2 separate regions of the Mus musculus genome follow, and region 2 is linked to region 1. Evidence: chromatin contacts called from public Hi-C data. All regions are on one chromosome and are shown on one strand. Each heading gives the region's core, a stretch centred on a gene start, on an enhancer-like site or on the middle of the called end of the contact. The rest is flanking DNA. Distances are from core to core; before and after follow the strand shown. Region 1 has its middle 86 kb from the start of Stmnd1. Region 2 holds the start of Stmnd1 (stathmin domain containing 1).

What was found. Hi-C and Micro-C count contacts between places; a contact is called where the count stands out from the background.
Region 2: a contact with region 1 is called in a Hi-C map of uterus, with 5 times the contacts expected there. The contact joins the promoter of Stmnd1 here to the enhancer-like site in region 1. A contact is called at or near these places in 4 of 484 Hi-C or Micro-C datasets (brain, nephron progenitors and uterus).

What each region holds. Positions count from the first base shown.
Region 1 is chr13:46,186,321-46,190,026 of GRCm38.p6, reverse strand. No RefSeq gene overlaps it. Among named protein-coding and RNA genes, the nearest start is that of Stmnd1, 86 kb to the left of the region's middle. Within about 2 kb of position 2,081, at least 2 of the 459 cell types and tissues checked have an H3K27ac peak or open chromatin away from gene starts, as enhancers often do. A contact at or near this core is called in uterus, where this site is marked.
Region 2 is chr13:46,271,396-46,275,058 of GRCm38.p6, reverse strand. It overlaps Stmnd1 (stathmin domain containing 1), which reads right to left and starts at 1,338. Exons shown (of 5, transcript NM_001005422.1): 1 at 1,155-1,338. The coding sequence starts at 1,241.

The DNA.
Region 1 (3,706 bases), core at 832-3,331:
TGGTCATCTGCTGTTCAGCTGAACTACTGTTGTGTGCTGTTTGTGAAAGATGCTGGCAAGAAGGATGCCAGGTGGCTGTTGTTTCTCTGCATGCCTCCTGAAAAAGCAACGCCTGTCTCCCCAGGCCACTCATGAGAGCCAAGTTCTCAATAGAAGAGAGCTGAGCCTTCCTACTTGCTGCCAGGTCTTCTGCATTCAAAACACTCCTCCAAGTTTCTGTAAATGGCTTTTAGGACTTGTATGGAAAGCCTTCCCTACTTGCTTCCTTTATTCTCCTATCATCCTGTCTTTTATTCTTCAACACTGGATGGCCAACTTATAATCATTTGGCTGTGCATGGTCAGGGACATGAGACAGATTGAAGACTATGCCTGAGCATGGCTCTCATTATGTTTCCTGTGAATATTAGTTATTAATCTATCAGCAAGTTGGCCTCTTGCATGGTCATGTGACATTAGCATCACTGTCTTCTTTCTGGAGGCATTCACTCTTTTCTTTAGTGGTGTGTATATTCAAAAACCAAAGGAAAATCTCAGATTTCCCCCGGGAGCCATCCACACGATACGTCTTTATTTGTTTGTTTTGGTTATTTATTAATCTTGAGATACTATCTTTCCTGAACCCAAAGTTGACTATACAGGTTAGGCTGGTTGGCCAGCAAGCCTCAGGGATCCTTGTCTGGTATCACAAGTGTGTGCTACCACAACCAGCTTTCTTTTTAACATGGATCCTGGCGATCAAACTCAGGTTCTTCTGATGGCAAGGCCAACACTTTGCTAACTAACCTGTGTCTGAGCCCCGTGTTTTAAATTTTCTAAACGGATGTCAAGCGTCTGAAATCAAGACAAAGCTGCCTTGTAATTGCTTAAAAGCCAATTAAAATAGCCAATTATTAAAATTAAAAATCCTCATCCTTTATTTTTATTTCTGAAAAAATGAAAAGGAGGGTCTCATATAGCTCTGGCTGGTTTCGAACTTGCTATTTAGATGAAGACAACTTCAAACTTCTGATCTTCTTACCTTCAAGTCCTGAGTGGCTCAGTGCCCCCTGGCTGCAAGTGTGTGTGCCAGCAATGCCAGGTTCTCTAATGTCTGTCCTTTTCTTTTATGACGTTTCCAGAAGAGGCATTAGCCCAAGGCTAATACTCCACTACTTAATATCTACCGAGGCTGACTGCTTTGTTCCTGAGGATACAAACTGGGCCACCTGCATTTGCATGGCTACTCCAGGCATGCTTGCTCCCTGTTTGTTCAGATCCAGTTTTGCTGAAATTTATAGAGTGTTTTCTTAGGTCGATGGATTTGACTAAGATGATTAATATTCCTAATCGTGTTTTTCTAGTCAGGGAGATGAGCGGCGAGGGAGGAGTGGTAATTATGAAAAGTCAACATCAGCCACGGGTGCCGTCGTGTCTGAAGGAAGAACATTCTCTTTCAGGTGCCCCGACTCTGTCCCTCCAACAGCATCATCGCTGTTTTCCAGCCTCCTCCACAGCCTAGCTTTCATCTGTCACCTTGCTCGTTTTCCTCTGTGGCTTCAACAAGTGCAAATCACCCTCGGAGTGTATAACCACGCATGGGCTCAAAAGGTGCCTTTGTGTGTACTGCCCCTTTGCCTGCACCCTTTGTTCTTGCACGGGGAGGCAATAAAATGTTTTGTACCGATGAGTCCTCAGATAATTAAAGTGTATCCTCTGAACATCTCCAAATATTTTTTTTCAAGATCCCAACCATTTTAATAGAAATCTTTCTAAATATATCACACACCTGACTGCCTCCTTCTAAAAAACAAAACTGTAATTTCTCCCAGAGAGACGGCAGTGTGTGGAGGGAGGAAGGAAGGGGCATCTGCCTGCCTTTGTACTTCTGATTGATTTTGTCTCCGACTCCAAAGTGACACCACATGTTAATTAGGCTGATGCTTGTCCTCCGACTTCCCATCTTCATGAAGCTCACAATTTTATGGAGTAAGAGAATATGTAAATATGTCAGAGACATAATTAGAGATAAACACAGAGGGAGCCAGAGAACAGTGTGGGTCAAGCATAAGTCACAACCTTATTTGGTCAGACGGGATGCATAAGAGAGAGATGAATCCAGAACCGAGTCTCCGAGGATGAACAAAAGTTTGTCTTAAGGATCAGAAGGTGCCCGCAGTTCACGGGAAGGCACAGAACAATCAAAGGCATGTAGACTTAAAAGAATATGGTATGTCTGCTTGACAGACCTGTAACTAAAATAACAGTGAATGGGGAATTGGTGAGAATGAAGCTGGTGTGTGACTGTGTGTGTGTGTGTGTGTGTGTGTGTGTGTGTGTGTGTGTGTGTGTGTGCATCTATGTGTGAGCGCATGTGGAGGCCAGAGGACAACCTCAGCTATTGCTCTTTAGGTACCATTTGCCTTATTTGTTTCTTTAAAAAAAACACATATGTGGGGCTAGGTAGTGCACATATACTTCAGCATATGTGTTCTCTTCTTTCATCGAGTGAGATCCAGAGATCAAACTTGGCAGCAAGTGCCTTTACCGGCTGAGCCATCTCAGCAGCCCATCATACTTTTGGAGACACTGGCTTAGGATTCACCGAGGAGACTGGGCTGTTTTCCCAGCAAGTTCTAGAGACCCTCTTGTCCCTGTCCCCTTGATGATGAGAACTTGCCACCATGCCAGCTTTTGAGAAAACATGGTTCCCAGGGGGCAAACTCAGTTCTTTGTACTTCCAAGGCAAGTACTTTACTGGCTGACCCATCTGCCCTGCTCCTCTCCTTCGATTGATTGTGTGGAGGATACTGGAGAATCATAAACAGGGGAAGAATGTGGTTGGATTTGGAGTTTAGTGAAATGATGCCTCTGGAGCTTTCTTGAATCCAACAGCCAGAGATCAAGCACCCAGGAAGTGCAGAGATTGCCGACTCCAGGGGAGTCAGAGTAGAGGACCTCCTTGTTCTGCTGCCATTAGAACTGGCGGTATAATGGAAGTTAGGCTGAATGGCAGGGATACATTTTTTTTTCTTTCTTTCTTTCTTTCTTTCTTTCTTTCTTTCTTTCTTTCTTTCTTTCTTTCTTTCTTTCTTTCTTTCTTTCTTTCTTTCTTTCTTTCTTTCTTTCTTTTCCAGACAGGGTTTCTCTGTATAGCCCTGGCTGTCCTGGAACTCACTTTGTAGACCAGGCTGGCCTCGAACTTAGAAATCCGCCTGCCTCTGCCTCCCGAGTGCTGGGAATAAAGGCGTGTGCCACCATGCCCGGCTGGCAAGGATACATTTCGAGAGATGCTTGCATACATATGGACTCTAGATGGATATAGATGGTAGCTCTAAGGACAATCTCAGGCTCCCTGTGTGGTGATGACCTGGTGATTGGTGCGAGCAGTCCAGCAGTGATTTGAGAGAAAAATGATCTCATTTATTCACGGGAGCCTTTCCTGGCTGACCAATCTCACTCTTCCTTTGTATAATCACTTTTTCTTCTATCCTGCTTCAGGATCCCTCCCAAAGACCTCTAGTGTTCTTCTTACTGTTATGGGAATACATGGATTCGCTGATGTTTGTTGTCCTCTGAAATCTCATTTATCATTGCAAACTTGGGGCCAAGTACCTAGACACTTGATGTTTCAAGAAACCTTAGTTAAATTATCAGCAAAGCAGGAAAGAAGAAGGGGGAGGGGAGAAAGGAGGAGATGAGAAAGAGCTGACTTGTCAGTTTTACTT
Region 2 (3,663 bases), core at 89-2,588, 86 kb before region 1:
CAAGACCATACCAGGATCAAGACTGATTCATTATTGGTGCTTCTTGCCCTAAAACATGTTAATTACATTTGTATGTGTGTGCGCACATTTATGGAGCTCAGGAAATAGTTTTAAGGAGTCAGGGCACCATCTACCATGTGGCACCAGGGCATTGAACTTGAGTCTTCAGGCTTGGTATAAATACCCTTACCAACTAAGCCAGCCCTTCCTCAGTTCAGACCTACAGGTCACATCAGAACCCCAAAGACAGACTTGGGAAGTCTCTGAATCTCTGTTTTTGTTCTTCTTCCAATGTGGCCATATTGAAAAAAAATTAAAAATTTTCCTACTTTGCACTATTTTTTAATGGGCTGATGGAGTATAAATGGCCAAGCCTGACTTATTAGGTCTGTCGGGGCCTAACCCTTATTGTAGAGTCAGGGAAAGATGCTAAACAGCCCAGCCTCTGACCCCCACTGCCCTGTGGGAACTTCCCCCGATATCTCCAGGTAAATGATACAAACTGAGGCACAGTGGATTGGAAGGGGAATCTAAAAAACCAGATTCCCTCTAGCTTTGTCCCCCAAAGCTGAACAACCCAGATGATGTAGCTCGATGGTTGACAGAGCTCTGTGTGCTATAAAGAAATACAGAGGAAGGGCTGTTCCAGGACCAACACTAGCTGGCCCCACTCAGGAACTCCCGCCTTCCCATGAGACATTAGGTTGATGGCAGAAACCACTACCCCTCCTGTGGGCCTGCATCTGCCGGGGCTGTGACCTCATGCATGTGTCTGCAGATGCAGATATACAGAGGCATGCACACTTTCTTGATTTAGAGACACCAGCCAACAGTGGCAGAATAAACTCTTGGTTTATTCTGGCAGTCTCTCTTGGTTCACATCCTCAGTAACATACCTACTAAGAGGGTGGTAAACTGCCCACTGGCTCCAGATCACTTCAGAGCTTCCTAAGTGTGGAAGTGTGGGAAATCTGCCTCCCCTCCCCTCCCCTCCCCTCCCCTCCCCTCCCCTCCCCTCCCCTCCCTGTCCTCTCTTTTCTCCTCTTGTGTCCTCCCTTCTGCTCTCTCTGACAGTGTCTTGCTATGCACGCAGCTCCAGTGTTCACTATGTAGTCCAGGCGTGTGCTCCCACAAGGTCTGTGATTGTCTGTTACCTTGGATCCCTCTTCCCAGCCCTTCCTGGGAGAGGGTATGCGGCTCTGGCTCTGGTCCTCCTTTTGCTGGGAAGGTCCACAGCCCATTGCTCCTCCTCTCTAGGCTGTGCCCCCTGGAGCTTCTATCTTGTCCTGGAGTCCTTGTTCCCCAGTCAGGGCCCAGCACGCCCTCCTCCCATACCTCCAGGCTCAGCATCTGGGCAGTTGCTGGAAACTGTTGCCATAATAAACAGGCGTCACAGTCACACAGACCAGGGACCTGAGTGAGGCAGGATGTGACTTTTGCAAGGGAAAACTAAAAGATCTGAGAAGCCATCCAATTCTCTTCTAGGAGGGAGGGGAGGGAAGGGCTGAGTCTAAGCAACCGGCTGGACTGGACACTCATTTCTTTTTCTTTGCCCTGCGCCGCAGGGCCCTCCCCCATACCCCTTATCTGGTTCAGGCATCACATCAGCAGCAGCAGCCTGTGGCAGGCCACGATGCAGACAGCCAGCAGAAGACAATTAAATGCCACAGGATGGTCACATAAGAAATAAACCCCGCTTCATGGGTGAAAATCACTCAGGACCACAAATAGCTCTGCGGCTGCCAGCGGATCTGGAAATCATTTTCGACTTGCAAAGTCCACTTTAGGAACGGTTGTGCAGCGGGGCGGGAGAGGGGGCGGGGCGGGGGGGGGAGAGGAATCTCTACATTGTACAGAGAATGAAACCAACAGGGTGTCATCCCCCCTCCCGCCCCCTGCCCCGCACCTTGTCAAGAGAGGCGGAGCAGGGAACTGTGGGTTGCTCACACTAGCAGTAAGCTTCAGAACTTTAATCCTTTTTCCCTTCTTGAGGACTAAGAAGGTGGAGTCGAAAAGATGCTTGATATGTCTCAACCCTTTGTTTTCAAGGCTATACATTTAGGCTTTAGGGGAGCCACGTGACTTTCCTAAGATCTCCAGGGAGCTAGTTACAGAGGAGGAGCTGTGACCAGGACCCAGGAGGCCAGTTCTGTCCCTCTGCTTCTCCAAACAACTGGAAAACGCATCCCAGGCTTCCTGGAAATGTAAAACTCCCAAGATCTTCCCAATGAATCCCGAGGCCAGCTCTGCTCTAAATAGCTAGATTATAAAGTGCACATTTGTTTGCTGGGGTCCAGGCTGACCTCAGCTTACTATATAGCTCAGGATGACCTTGAACTCCAGATCTTCCTGCCTCTGCCTCACAAGTGTTGTGATGACAGTGTATGAAATTACTTTAAAATTTTTATTTTTGACCTTTTTGAGACAGGCAGGTCTACATAGCCTGATCCTCAGTACAGAACACAAGCCTGTCTCTGACTCATGGAAATCCCTCTGCCTCAGCCTCTCAAGTACTGGGATTATAGGTGTGAATCATCATTTCAGGGTTTATTTTTCAGCCACTCTGTTGCTGCTCAAATAATGGTGTTTGTCAAAGTTTTACTAACATGGAGAAAGATGTATCAAACCCAAGTCCAAGTCTTAAAACTAGGAAACAGAACAATGAAGATTTGTTAATGATGTCAACCTCTAGAAACACAGGCTCATGGCTGAACTAAGTTACTTTGGAAAAATCTCACCTAGGATTATCCAACCCAAAGTGCACTTATAAAATGTTCCTGGGAAAGTTCAACCCATGTTGATAAAACTGGAGAGTAACTGTAGCAGATACCTGTGTTTTCTTTGAAGCGATCTGTTTTCAGGGAGTGAATGGGGTGGTACCAAAATGTGTTGTGTAGGCATTTTCTAAAGCATCCTAAGTCTATGGTCCAAAACTATGAAAACACCCCTTTCTTAGGAGTGTGCTGGGGCTAGTTCCTGCTGGTGTGGAAGAGTCCCTCGCTAGCACTGATGGGTCCCAGCTGCTAAACCAGCTGGTATCAAAACTAAATCTCATAACCTTACATTGAATTATGTTGAAAACAATGGTTAAAAAAAATAGAGACTGGGAGTAGCAATGGTATAGAACATCCCTTATTACTTCAAAATAAAAAATGGAAAAGGAAGAAAGGGAAGAGAAGAGGGAGGAGGAAGATGGTGGGGGGAGGGGGTATTATCACCACGTGTATTAAAGGGAGGAGGGGCACATTGGCCTCAGTGTAGCGCTCTCTACACCAAAATCCCAAGTGGAATCGGTGATGGTCCTCTACTGTCATGTCTCTCCTTCCTGGTGGAGAGAAGGGGCCTTTGTCAGTTAGCATGGAAAAAACAGGATACTCAGTCTCTCTCTCTCTCTTTCCACTTTTTCTTCCCTTCTCCAATCTGTCTCTCTCTCCTCTGTCCTCACCTCTTCTCCCCCTTCCCCCACCTCTCCGTGTCTCTCTGCCTCTGTGTGTTTCTCTGTCTCTCTGTCTCTCTATCTCTGTCTGTCTCTCTTTTTCTCCTCTGTCACTCACCTCCTCTCCCCTTCTCCCACCTCTCCATCTTTCTCTGCCCCTGTCTCTCTGTCTCTCTCTCTTTACCTACCCCCCCCTCTCTGGCTGACCTTTTCCTCACCAATGCTTT